5 separate regions of the Sus scrofa genome follow, and all the other regions are linked to region 1. A link is a contact called in public Hi-C, HiChIP or PLAC-seq and promoter capture Hi-C data. All regions are on one chromosome and are shown on one strand. Each heading gives the region's core, a stretch centred on a gene start, on an enhancer-like site or on the middle of the called end of the contact. The rest is flanking DNA. Distances are from core to core; before and after follow the strand shown.

Region 1 (2,528 bases), core at 17-2,516:
TATGGAGGTTCCCAAGCTAGGGGTCGAATGGGAGCTGTAGCTGCCGGCCTACGCCAGAGCCACAGCAATGCAGGATCCGAGCTTCGTCTGCAACCTACACCACAGCTCACCACAACGCCGGATCCTTAACCCACTGAGCAAGGCCAAGGATCGAACTTGCAACCTCATGGTTCCTAGTTGGATCTGTTAACCACTAAGCCACAACGGGGAACTCCAAAAATCTGCCTTATTTATTTTTTAATAAAAACTGGGTGGTGAGAGATATGAGAGGTCGGCATAGAATAGATAAGTTCAGCCCATAATGCTTGCAGGAGGAAATAATCAGTCTAGGCCAGTGGTTCTCAGTTGGGGGCCTTGTATTCAATGTTAAGAGAAAACCACTCATTAGAGCCTTAAAACACAACATATCTGAAGCTGCCGAAGTCGTGGAAACACTTCGTGGTGACTTACAGCAGCCCATTTAATATCAACAGCCAGCATCATTTAAGCACTGACTTCATGCCAGACTTAATGCCATTTACCTGCATCACCTCATCCAAAGTTTCCATTCTTCTTAGAAGAAAGCATTATCCTTACCCCTACACATGAGGAAAGTGAGGGAAGGAGAGAGGAGTCCCTGACCCACAGTGTCTTGGGCAAATGAGGGACCGCGCTGGAATCGAAACCGGGATCTCTAGCCCGCCCCTCTGAAATACACTTCGCCAGAGAAGCTTCCTATCCTCGGAGCTCCCCGCAACGGACTCTTGTCTTCTACTCAGGCAGTAGCTTCTCCCGGTAATTAACGTCCACTCTGGCCACTCGCCCTCCCCGGAGTGTCCTGGGGTAGATCCTGGTTACAAGTCTCCAGGCCCTGCCTCTGAATCCACCCCGGGAGATGCGGGGCGTCCCTCGGCTCCTCACCCAACTTACCCGCTTCTCCTGCATCTTTTCGAAAGCCGCCTGGGCCGGGGTCCGCTTGTCCAGGCCGCGCCGCTTCTCCTCTTCGTTCTTTTTGCTCGTTCCCATGGCTTCCAGGAGTTTCGCCTTGTCTTTGTCCTTCTTTTTCTTCTTCCTGGGGAGACGGGTGGGAGCGAGGGTAATGGCAGGTCAGAGCACCAACCCCGGGCCTCAGGAAGAAGCTTAAAAAGGCAGAATATGGGGTCCCGTGGGCTCTCGGGACTTACCGCTTGGTCACTCCGAGCTCTGCTACACCTTTCAGCTTCAGGGGCCCCCTTTGGACTTGCTCGTAGTCTTCCATGGACCCGGTTTGACGTTCGGGCTGTAAAAATGCCACACTTCCTGTTTGAGAAAGCAACTTCCACCCAAACGCCCGCCTCCCTTTGTTTTGATTGGCTTATCCAGGCGGTGCGCGTGCGCCCTTGGAAGCCGCGTTCGCCACACCTCTGGGTTCCGGGTTGGGCCTGGAGGTCAGGTGAGTTCACATCCTCTGCATTCTGCATCCTGCCTCCTGCCATACTTCCGGCCTTGGTGCTACTTCCGAGCCCATTCACCACCTCCCAACCCTCCCCCACCACCCGGCCCTTTCATCCTCCACACCCTCCTCGCTCACTCTTTGACAGAGAAGCAGTTTCCTAAAACCCAACGTTTTCTTGAGTTTATTGCCATATTTTGAGGGTTCAACAGATTACCTAATTTTGTAAACCTAATTAGTAGTGGTTAGTTTTCCAGCTTTTGGTAAATGATAGTAATATGTGAAATATATTGTTGGTGGCATTTAAGAATTGTCTTTTTTCTTTTTACCACTGCACCTGTGGCATATGAAAGTTCCTAGGCTAGGGGTGGAATTGGAGCTGCAGCTGCAGGCCTATGCCACAGACACCACATCTGTGACATACTCTGCAGCTTGCTGCAATGCTGGATCCTTAATCCGCTGAGCAAGGGGCAGGGATTGAATCTGCATCCTCACGGAGCTACACCCGGCTCTTAACTCACTATGCCACAGTGGGAACTCCTAAATTATTTTTTAAAATCAGTTTTATTGAGGTACAATTTATAAACAGTAAAAGACACCCATTTACATTGTACCCTTCCATGAATATTGTCACATTTATACACCTATGTAATCGCCTGTACAATCAAAATATAGAACATTTTGTCACCCCCAAATTCCTTTGTTCTTCTTTCCAGTTAACCCTTCTATCCCTCTTCCCAGGCAACTCCAAATCTGTTTTCTCTCACTATAGGTTGTGAATGTCTTTTTAAAAATGTTTCATGTACATGGAATCATAACACATGTGTTTTCTTGAGTTAGAGTTTCACTGGGCATAATGTGTTTGAGATCCCTCCTGTTGTTGGGTACAACAGTATTACCATTCTTCTTCTTTGGTGAGTGTTATTCCACATAACTGGAACAGACACCCACCCCCCACACCCACCATGTCCTCCACCTGCCTCTTGTTTGCAGAAAAACTTTAGCTTCCGAGGCTTCCTTTGAATTCCAAAGAGTAAATTTAATCAGAGAAGTGAGAAATTGCAGAAACAAAGGAAAACAGTCAAGTGAGACAAAATAATAATGGTTTAGCTATTAA
Region 2 (2,528 bases), core at 22-2,521, 1.0 Mb after region 1:
CACAGACTGCCCAGAGGCCAAACGACTGAAGGTTGTGTCCCCTCTTCTGCCCTCAGGGTCCTGGGTGGGGGCCCAGTGGTCAGCGGGAGAGGGAGGGAAATGTCCACTGTCCCTGGCTCTGGAGAACAGCCATGGTACCCACCCCATCCTGCTCCTCTAACTGGGCCAGCCTGGGGTCTTCCCAGAGGGGATCTCCTGGCCCAGACAGTGATTCTGCTTTCTCTCTGCTGCATCCAACTTTGTCCTATGTGCCCCGCCTGAGAGTGCTCCCAGCTCATCTTTTCCTATCCTAGGACCACACCTGTGGGCCCTGTCTATTCAGCCTGGGCTGCCCTAATGAAGTGCCGCAGACTGGGTGGCTCAGATAACAGACCCTTATTTTCTTACAGTTCTGGAGGCTTGAAGGTCGAGATCAAAGTGCTGGCAGGATTAGTTCTTGGTGAGGGCTCTCCTGGCATGTAGAATGTGCCTTCTCACTGTGTCCTTACGTGGCCTTTCCTCTGTGTGTGGATGCTGAGAGAATGCTGGTATCTCTTCTTCTTCTTCTTATTTTTTTTATAAAATTTTATAATTTTCTCCATATCTTTTGTTAGATTTATTCCTGGATATTTACTAGTTCATTATGCTATTCCAAATGAAATTTTTTTTCTCCATGCCCACAGCATGTGGAAGTTCCTAGGCTGGGGGTTGAACCTGCATCATAGCAGCCATTGCAGTGACAACACCAGATCCCTAATCCACTGCACTACAAGAGAACTCCTCTTCTTTCCCTTTTCCTTTTTTTTAATGGTCGCACCTGTGGCATATGGAAGTTCCTAGTCTGGGGGTCAAATTGGAGCTGCAGCTGCTAGTCTCTGCCACAGCCATGAGCTACATCTGCAACTTACACTGCAGCTTGTGGCAATGCCAGATCCTTAACCCACTGAGGGAGTCTGAGAATTGAACCCATATCCTCATGGACTCTATGTTAGGCTCTTTTTTTTTTTTTTTTGCTTTTTAGGGCCTCATCTGTGGCACATGGAAGTTTCTAGGCTAAGGTGTCTAATCTGAGCCACAGCTGCTGGGATCAGAGCTGCATCTGCGACCTACACCACAGCTCATGGCAATGCCACATCTTTAACCCACTGAGCAAGGCCAGGGATCAAACCTGTATCCTTATGGATCCTAGTCAGAATCATTAACCATTGAGCCACGAAGGGAACTCCTTATGTTGGGCTCTTAACCCACTAAACTGCAAGGGGAACTCTTCTCTTCCTTTTCTTATAGAACCCCACCCTTATGATTTCATTTAATCTTAATTACTTCCTTAAAAGCCCTATCTCTAAATATAGTCATGTTGGGGGTTAGGCCTTCAACATATTTTTTTGGGGGGGAACACAATTCATAACAGGCTCCTGCTAGCATTACTTTCATACTTGCTGAATGTCTTGAAAACACACAAAGCAACTTGTTTCATCGTTAGGAGGATGCCATAAAGCAGCTATTGATAGACATCTCCATTCTTAGCTATTTCTGGCCTGCCTATATTTTAATGTTTGTTGAAATGGAGACATCTATTACAATTGACAACTGAAGAAATCTGCTTGCCCCAGGCTTTTTTCTCCCTTTCTCATCCAAAAGTGGCGTTCAGTATATGGTGCATAATGTTTATGATGGCGTTTTAGCATTGCAGAGTGATTGCATTATCATGAGAAGTTCAGAGTTCTGATGTAATTTGCCCAGGGTCACAAGCCCATTAAGTGACAGTGTCAGAAATCAAATCAACATTGAAGGCTCTCCCATCCTCCAGGACCCCTTTCTGGTTAGCTGTCCATCACCTGGATCTTCCCTTTTGTGAATTTCATCTCCCCATCTGGGTTCGTAAGCTCAGGTCTGGCTTGATCAAGCTCTCTGTCTGTAGGCTCTTAAATGTCCAGCCAGGCTAGTTAGGAATATCCCACTTCGTTTGGATAACATCATTCATTCTTGTGGACCATGAGTCTGAAATGTATTGAGCTCCTGCGAGGGGCCCAGGTGCTGGGCTCCTGAGGATAAATCAATACACAAGTGTGTGATTATTCAGTCCTGATACCTCATGTTCTTGTTTGTGGTACCAGGTGGGAGCCTTCATGGTATCCAGGGTAACTCCCTACTTCTCATCTTCCCACTCACCTTCCCTTCCTTTCCCAGATTAATACTGATCCTTGCAGGATCCCTCTACTCCCACATTTCTTTTATCAATAGTTCGTAATTTCCAGAATACAAGCTTTGCATTTCTTCTGTTAAATTTAATTTTAAAGTTTTTTGTTTGTTTGTTTTCTTTTTCGGCCACTCAGTGGCATTTGGAGTTCCCAGGCCAGGGATCAGATCTAAGCCACAGTTGTGACCCACGCTGCAGCTTTGGCAAGGCAGGATCCTTAACCCACTGTGCTGGGCTGGGGATTGAACCTGTGTCCCAGTGCTCCAGAGATGCTTCTGGTCCTGTTGTACACAGTGGGAACTCCTTAAAATTTTTTGTTTTTCTCCATACTGTTGTCAATAGGATTGTT
Region 3 (2,528 bases), core at 13-2,512, 910 kb after region 1:
GGAGCTGTCACAGGAGGTACTCCTCTGTACCTTTATAAATAAGCTTTGAAAATCTGGTTAATAAAATTGTAGGTCATGTATGGATTCATTTTTATGTTTTTGTCTTTCGCCTTTTCTTGAGCAGCTCCCACGACATATGGAGGTTCCCAGACTAGGTGTCTAATTGGAGCTGTAGCCACCAGCCTACACCAGAGCCACGCAATGCGGGATCCGAGCCGCGTCTGCAACCTACACCACAGCTCACGGCAACGCCGGATCCTTAACCCACTGAGCAAGGCCAGGGATCGAACCCACAACTTCATGGTTCCTAATCGGATTCGTTAACCACTGTGCCACAGTGGGAACTCCTGGATTCATTTTTATGTTATCAGCAGTTAGTTACCTTTCATCAGCAAACATGCATTAAGTTATCAAGAAAATTTTCTTCCTAAGTACAAGACTTGGCCCTGAGCACTCAGCAGTGGACTGCATGGGCTATTCAAGGGTGGTGACCTTCCTGCTCCATCCTGCCCGGCCCTTACTCGCCAAGTGGAATTATCGATTTGGCTGTATGCTTCATGAACCATAAATAAGAAATTTAATGAAAATGGGAGTTCTCATCATGGTGCAATGGATAACAAATCCGACTAGGAACCATGAGGTTGCGAGTTTGATCCCTGGCCTCACCCAGTGGGTTAAGGATCTGGTGTTGCCGTAGGCTTTGGAATAGGTTGCAGACACTGCTTGGATCCAGCACTGCTGTGGCTTTGGCATAGGCCTGCAGCAACAGCTCTGATTAGACCCCTATCCTGGGAACCTCCATATGTCTCAGGTGGGGCCCTAAAAGGACAAAAGACAAAAGGAAAGAAAGAAATTTAATGAAAATGATGTAGTTTGGGCCTTGCAAATCATTATCTCTCACACACACTGTCCCCTCAAAACTCACAGATGTGAAAACTTGTTTGATGCTTATTATACCCACTTTCTCTTGAACTCTGTAGCTCCCGCAGCCCCTTCCAGCTCCTACTGGACTCTGGACTCCATGCCCACTCCCTCAAAATTGGTACTTGATCTCTTTTCTCTACTGGATGATGAGTCCTTGAGGAGAGTAGACACTAGGGCCCTTTAGTTAGTGCACAGAGTGTCTCCCCAGTCAGCCTAATCAGTTTTCACTAAAGGAACTCAGCCTTTGAAGGCTACAGCCCTGGGCAATATCATTGTGAGTGGCACCCATCTACTGCCTGTTCTCTGATGGTGGCTTTTCTCTTTCCTTGTAGAGTGCCCAGTGAAGAATGTGATGGGATCAGTAGCATGTCTGCGGAGAGCGGCCCTGGGACAAGATTGAGAAATCTGCCAGTAATGGGGGATGGACTAGAAACTACCCAAATGTCTACAACGCAGGCCCAGGCCCAACCCCAGCAAGCCAATACAGCCAGCACCAACCCCCCACCCCCGGAGACTTCTAACCCCAACAAGCCCAAGAGGCAGACCAACCAACTGCAATATCTGCTCAAAGTGGTGCTCAAGACACTATGGAAACACCAGTTTGCGTGGCCTTTCCAGCAGCCTGTGGATGCCGTCAAGCTAAACCTCCCTGTGAGTAACTTGGGCAGGGTCTGGAGCTGCTATTCTTCAGGTCTCCTCCTGTGTTGCTTCTGGTGCGGGTGGACCTTTTGGGAGATGGGGGTGCCTTTGAAGTCATTGTGAAAGTGCATGGCCTGGCTCTGAACTCCAGCACCCACGGGGCCCTTGGGTGAGTGGTTTCAGTAGTCCTGATGAATGAAAGTAGTGAAGGGGAGAGAATGTGCTAACTGGCTTAAACAGTAACTGGTTTCTTCGATATTAGGATTCTGGGAAATACTATGTAGAGAGATCAAAACTGGAATGGAGGAATGCTTGCATTGCAACTTGCCTTTCAGCCCCATGGGAGAGCCACTGTGGGGTCACTTGATAGTTCAGGTCCTCCCTTCTCAGATGTGGTCACCCAGACTGGCCCATTGGGCTCAGCAGAAGTAGTTGGTCAGATTGTGTGGGAAGGGGAGTGGTTTGGCTATAGTACCTGTTCTGGTACTTGCATCATCATCATCACCCAGAGCACAGGGCAGGTAGTTGAGTATTTTCCAGCGAGCCAAGTATGTAGAGGTAGCCTTGATGGAGAGGGGGGATTTGGGTGCAGCTTTGCCTCTGGCTGCCCCTGCACCCTTACACCTGCCCGCCTCGTTGTGGCCACATTGCACTTGCTCTTGTTCTTTTGTACCCTTATTCCTCTCCTTTTTCCTTTGAGAGTTTGCCGACATCCTGTAAATGTTTCTGGAAACTCAACTTGTACCTCTAACTGAACCTTGGGGAGCAAACGTAATAAACATGTTTAATTTTTTCCTTTTTTCAAAGCATCAAGAACTAATTTGTCTTTAAATTGCCCTCTGCTGTTTGCCAAATCTCCCACACACCCCTGGATGAAGGAATTGAAATCAGATGATTGTTGCTTTTGACAACAGGGTCTACAAGTTAGAGCTGCACAGGTATAGGATCCTCAGCCTCTACTAGAC
Region 4 (2,528 bases), core at 15-2,514, 830 kb after region 1:
TTAAGTGTCTCTTTTTAACCTTCCCATTTGGGGGTATAATTCTTAATCCTGGGAATCCCATGGAATAAAAAGATGTATGTATATTAGTTAAATACACTGACTGACGTTCATATTCCTGCTTTTATACCTCGTTTATCCTAGAGAGTTCCTTTCATATTAAGGCAGGTGGCCCCTTGTTAGGGGTTGCACATTTACTTGGTCTTCAATAGGTTTCTTAATTTGTTCACTGCTTATAATTTTTATGTAAGCAAATCAGATTTCTGCCATACAGCTGTAAAGACATGTCTTTAATCAGTTACAGTTACATACAGTAAGTAAGTATGGTATGGAAAGATGGAGGAGCATTTGGGCAAGGATCAAATCAGGTCATGGTTCCATGCTTGTAGAGGGGAAATCAAGCTTGTACCCAAGGGTACATTTACAGACCTACGAAATCTGGTTGGAATCATTGGCGGTGCTGAGCCCCGAGGTGTAGGTGGAGAGGGGTGCCCTTACCGATCTGGCTTGGTGGGAATGGGGCGAGTTTTGGATGCCTGGAGCAGCCTCTCCAGCCCTGCCTGCCTTGCCCGCAGCTCATGATGGAGCAGTCTAAGAAGTCCTCGCTCATGGTGGCTCGCAGCATCCTTAACAACAAGCTCATCAGCAAGAAGCTGGAACGCTATCTGAAGGTGAGGTGCTTGCCTTTGTCACGCGGCCCGGTCCCCAGCCCCGGTGCCTGATTCGGGCCCTGGGGTGCTCCCATTTCTAAAGTATCGCCGTCCCCCGCAGGGAGAGAACCCTTTCACCGACAGCCCGGAGGAGGAGAAGGAACAGGAGGAGGCCGAGGGCGGTGCCCTGGATGAGGGGGCGCTAGTCGAAGCAGCGGGAGTCGCAGAGGACGCGCCGGCTCAGCCCCCGGTGCCCCCGGAACCGGTCTCTGGGGCTGCGACCCCGCCCCCACCTCCGCCCCCTGAGGAGGAGGAGGAAGCCTTGCCCCTGCTGGGCGGGGCGCTGCAGCGCCAAATCCGAGGCATCCCAGGCCTCGATGTAGAGGCTGACGACGAGGAGGAGGGCGGAGGGGGCGCTCCATGACCCGGGCGGGCGGGGCCCGCGTGGCAGAGGCTAGAAGCGGAGTCTAATAAAGTTCTTCCCTTCCCACCTCTTCTTATTTTGTCTGTGGTGCGGTCCTAGTGGGCGAGCGACTGGATCTCTGCTTAGAGGTGTGTATCTGTGGGTGGGCCTCGGAAGGATGGGTTGCAGCTGCGCACTAGCGGCGAGGAGAAGCAGGGATACGCTTGCGCGCTGCGAGGCACAGCGGCCCGGACCAAAACTCCCAGGATGCTATGAGCACCGATCCGGAACAACCGGAAGGCCACCTGGAGTGGTGAGGGCGGGTCCGTCGTAAATTCCCGCCAGTAGTTGCGCGCGGAAGGGGTGACGTATCAACTGGCTTACCAGTAGAAGACAGCGGGAGTTGGGTTCAGCGCATGCGTCCTGTGGTAGTCTGGAAAGAGGAGCTGCTGGCGGGCCGAGCTGAAGACATGGAACAGGGCTACGGAGGTTAGTGTGGGCAACTTAGTGCGGGGTGGGACGGGCAGGTGGTGCCCAGGCGACACCGTCGCCGCGCAGAGGGCCACGGGCTGGGGCCTACTCCAGAGCCCAGTTACTACAGTCCGGCCCTGCAGAGGGGCGGCCGGGACGCGCGCACGCAGTTCATTGGACCTCGGCGCAGTCGCTCCCGGGCCGCTGCATGCGGATTGGCCGATGGAACCTGGGGACGTCGGCGGAGTTCGGCTGGCCGACGCTACGGCGGGCTTCGGGGGGCGCCTTGAGCCTTTAGGACCGTTTCTGCTTCTCAGCCCCACCGGGGCTGTAGGCCCCGCGGATCCCTGCCGCCCGCAGGGCCGCAGCCTCTTTCGGAAGACGCCACAAAATGGCGGCGCCAGAGGGCGGAGCTATGGCGCGAGCTTGTGGGGCGTGGGGTCTGCAGCCGCGGCGGGAGGAGGGACTGCTGTCTCTTTCCCGGCCTTCGGGCCTTCCTGGGTACTTGCGGGGCTTCGTTGGGTCTTCTGCGCCGCCCACGTGGCCTGGAGCACCGGTCCGGAAGCGGTATGAGCGGCACAGGTTCGGACCGCCAGCGGTGCAGTGCTGAGGCCTTGAGTAGTGCGGCGCCTGCGTTCTCCCTGGGTTGTGTAGCTCTGAGGCAAGACACTGAGAGTCAAATGCTGGGTGTTTTCTTTGTCAAAACTTGGAAACCCGTTAGTGGTTCTCCTCCGGGCATCGCCTTGTGGTGGCCTGGAGATGCCAGAGGGGTTTTGTAAAAGAGAATGTGCCCTTTCTCCACTTGAGTTTCAGAGCCTGCGGCAGGACCTTCTTGGGTGACCTCTCAATCTAGAATCAGCCTCCTGGGAGGCTTTTGTTCTATGCTGGAAGCCGCGTTTACCCGCCGGGAGCAGTAGAAATATGCAGGAATGGGCTTGACCAAGCTCCGATACCCCATCCAGGTGTTTGAGGTTTGAGAAGCAAGCGATCTGATTTTGGCTGCAACA
Region 5 (2,528 bases), core at 20-2,519, 760 kb after region 1:
ATTCCATACCAGCTCCCTCATGGTGGCGAGGACTTGGGTCTGGGAGGCAGACAAAGGAAGGATTGGGTATGTATGAAGATGGTTAAGCTCTGTGGGTGGTTGCTTAGAAAATGAGTGGGCATTTAAATCATGTGTGGGTGAGTGGGTGAGAGATAGGGTGGACAGCACAATAGGTAGATGGTTAATAGGTTAGCATTTGTTGGATGTTCACCCTTGTAGGTGAGTAGCTGAGTAGGTAGTTAGCTGGAATGGGTATGCCTGCCTGGAAAAGGACTGGATCATAATAGGAAATAAATATTTGAATTGAGTAAGCAGTTATATGTATTGTATGTACATTTTTTGAGGTTTCTTAAGGCTTGAGCTGGGCAGTAGGGAAACAATGATGAACTATAATGACTCTTGTCATCATGGAACTCTCTGGTGAAAGAGACAAACAAACATGCAATTGATGGATGGGTGTTTTGGTGACTAGGTGAAGGTATGTGTGTAGAGATGGGTGTTTGCTTGCTTGATTGTATGGATAAGTATTTAATTGGATAGTGAATGAATGAGTAGGTGGATGGTTACTTTAAGTGGGTGTTTGGATAGGTGGATGGATAGGTGGTTAGTTGACTGGATGGGTAGATGAGTGGTTGATCAACTGAATGTGTGAATGAATAGGTAGGGAGATGGATGAGTTAGACATGTGGATGGGTTTTGGGTAGAAGCATAAAGCCTATTATGTGTGCTTTGTGAGGTAGGCCTGGAGATTATGATCCTGGGAGGTGGTAGAAAAGGGGGCTTAGGTTTGGGGACCTAAGGCAGCTCTAGGGGCAGAGAAGTACTGCATAGCGGGGAAGGAAAGAATGAACTTGTGGTTGGAACTGGGAGAAGAGGACTGAAGGCTATTGACCATGTGGAGTCCTCAATGACCTAAAAACGACCCATGGGGGAACTTCTCTATCCCCTCTCCACTCTTCTGATTCTATTAACTGGGCTAGCATTGGAAAAACTAGTAGGGTGATGAAGAGCCACTGAGGGCATGAGCACAAGAGTGTTGTCATGGTAACAGCCTCTCCCTGGACTCTCAGGTCGCGCGGGCCCTTTAAGGGTGACCCTCCTGGCCACTCCCAACATGGCGGCGCGCCTGCTGGTTGCCCCCCCCCCAACCGGGGTGGCGCGGAGGGGGGGCGGGGAGGGGGGGGTCCCGGACCTCCCCATCATGGCGGCGTGGCGGGGCTGTCGCGCTGAGGTCACGGCGGCGCGCCGGGGGGGCGGGGCGGCGGGGGGAGCGATTTAAAGGGACAATGTCCCCCGAGCGGTGGAGGCGGCGGCGGCTGCGGAGGCCGCGGCACCGGCACCGCGAGCTGCAAGGGCGGTAGCGGCAGCGACGGCCGCACCAAAGAAGGGAGCTCCGAGCCCCGGCACCCAGCCGGCGGCACCGCCTCCCCGGTGAGGCCCGGCCCGGCCTGGGGAGCCCGCGGGCGGGGCGGAGCCGGCGCGGGGAGGGGGAGGCCCGGGCCGGGCCGGGCCAGGCGGGACCCCCCGGGGCGGGGGGCGGGGGGCGGGGGCGGGGCCTGTAGGGGCGGGGCCTTGTCGGGGGCGGGGCCGCACAGGTTGGGGGGAGGAGCGGGGGGTCGTGGGGCAGGTGTCCCCCTCCTACCTCGGCGCGTCCCGCGGGGTCTCCCGCCCCGAGGTGCACGGGCGGGGGGGCGCATCTTCCGGACCCTAGCGCCCCGAGGGGTGCGCTGGCGTGGCACCGCCACCACCTCTGCTACCCCGGGAGGGGGCGTCCAGAAAGGAGCCCCCCTCCCCACGCTGCCAAAGTGCTCCGAAGTTGCGGTCCCGCCGGTTCCCCGCGGGCAGTGCCCACCCGGTGGGAACCCGCAGGTGCCTCCTTGGGGCCGGGGCAGGGACCCCCACCACAACGGCCAGTCCACGGACAGGCCCCCAGGGAGCCCCCAGGTCCCCGAGGGCAGCGCCTGCTGCCAGGCCTGGAGCCCCGGCCCCGCCCCGGTTGCTTGGGATCGGCCTCCCCATCGTCTCCCTGGGGAGGGCGCCTCATTCCTGCCCTTCACTTTCTGCCGCCGTTACCTTGAAGGTATTTATAGGTGGAGAAGAAAGCCCCCACCCCCACAGCCTCCCCAGGGTCCTCATTTCTGGACCAGGAGCCCCATCCTTCCCTTTTGACGGCGGACTAGAGAGATCTTGGGAGGGTGGGATGGAGGAACCCAGGCTGAGTATGCATGAAGGGTAATGTTGGGGTGAAGTGAAGGGGTTAATGCTGGGGTCACTTGAGGCTTGCGTGAGGGTAAAGGGGTTAATGCTGGAGAACCCAAAGGTTCCGTGTGGGGAGGGGGCCTGGACTGTGGGAAAAGTGCAGGGGTAACTGATACAGGCAACTGAAGTAAGAAAAGAAAAGTGCAGGGGTAATGATGGGGGGACTTGAGACAGTGTATAGGATCAGAGTGTGGAAGTGGCCGGGATGCAAGCCGAAGCATGCACGCAGGATATGCATGTGCAAGGCAGTGGAGGCACAACTGGGGAAA

The links. Promoter capture Hi-C pulls out the DNA fragments that hold promoters and counts their contacts. A called contact is a pair of places that touch in the nucleus more often than the background predicts. HiChIP or PLAC-seq counts read pairs in DNA pulled down with a chosen protein or histone mark.
Region 2: an H3K27ac HiChIP or PLAC-seq map of alveolar macrophages shows a contact between it and region 1. The contact joins the enhancer-like site here to the promoter of FAM32A in region 1. A contact is called at or near these places in 1 of 5 promoter capture datasets (fetal liver), 5 of 47 Hi-C or Micro-C datasets (embryonic fibroblasts, heart right ventricle, mesenteric adipose tissue and 2 more) and 1 of 2 datasets of contacts at active chromatin or transcription factors (alveolar macrophages).
Region 3: a contact with region 1 is called in a promoter capture Hi-C map of fetal liver, with 4 times the contacts expected there. The contact joins the promoter of BRD4 here to the promoter of FAM32A in region 1. A contact is called at or near these places in 1 of 5 promoter capture datasets (fetal liver) and 2 of 47 Hi-C or Micro-C datasets (embryonic fibroblasts and omental adipose tissue).
Region 4: a Hi-C map of embryonic fibroblasts shows a contact between it and region 1, with 1.7 times the contacts expected there. The contact joins the promoter of AKAP8 here to the promoter of FAM32A in region 1. A contact is called at or near these places in 1 of 5 promoter capture datasets (fetal liver) and 1 of 47 Hi-C or Micro-C datasets (embryonic fibroblasts).
Region 5: a contact with region 1 is called in a Hi-C map of embryonic fibroblasts, with 3 times the contacts expected there. The contact joins the promoter of WIZ here to the promoter of FAM32A in region 1. A contact is called at or near these places in 1 of 5 promoter capture datasets (liver), 5 of 47 Hi-C or Micro-C datasets (embryonic fibroblasts, fibroblasts, heart right ventricle and 2 more) and 1 of 2 datasets of contacts at active chromatin or transcription factors (skeletal muscle).

Annotation. Positions count from the first base shown.
Region 1 is chr2:61,392,985-61,395,512 of Sscrofa11.1, forward strand. It overlaps FAM32A (family with sequence similarity 32 member A), which reads right to left and starts at 1,267. Exons shown (of 4, transcript NM_001243887.1): 1 at 1,164-1,267; 2 at 910-1,051. The coding sequence starts at 1,237. All of the region lies in intron 1 of CIB3 (calcium and integrin-binding family member 3), which reads left to right.
Region 2 is chr2:62,389,785-62,392,312 of Sscrofa11.1, forward strand. NOTCH3 (neurogenic locus notch homolog protein 3) reads left to right here. Exons shown (of 33, transcript XM_021083631.1): 28 at 1-31. Among named protein-coding and RNA genes, the nearest start is that of NOTCH3, 27 kb to the left of the region's middle. Within about 2 kb of position 1,272, at least 1 of the 83 cell types and tissues checked has an H3K27ac peak or open chromatin away from gene starts, as enhancers often do. A contact at or near this core is called in alveolar macrophages, where this site is marked.
Region 3 is chr2:62,306,523-62,309,050 of Sscrofa11.1, forward strand. BRD4 (bromodomain containing 4) reads left to right here and starts at 1,263. Exons shown (of 19, transcript NM_001204772.1): 1 at 1,263-1,575. The coding sequence starts at 1,291.
Region 4 is chr2:62,220,796-62,223,323 of Sscrofa11.1, forward strand. It overlaps AKAP8 (A-kinase anchor protein 8), which reads left to right and starts at 1,265. Exons shown (of 14, transcript XM_003123431.4): 1 at 1,265-1,539. The coding sequence starts at 1,467. It overlaps AKAP8L (A-kinase anchor protein 8-like), which reads left to right. Exons shown (of 24, transcript XM_005652898.3): 13 at 573-668; 14 at 769-1,539. The coding sequence ends at 1,071. The region is part of intron 1 of LOC110259330 (a long non-coding RNA gene); the gene reads right to left.
Region 5 is chr2:62,154,126-62,156,653 of Sscrofa11.1, forward strand. It overlaps WIZ (protein Wiz), which reads left to right and starts at 1,270. Exons shown (of 9, transcript XM_021083626.1): 1 at 1,270-1,431.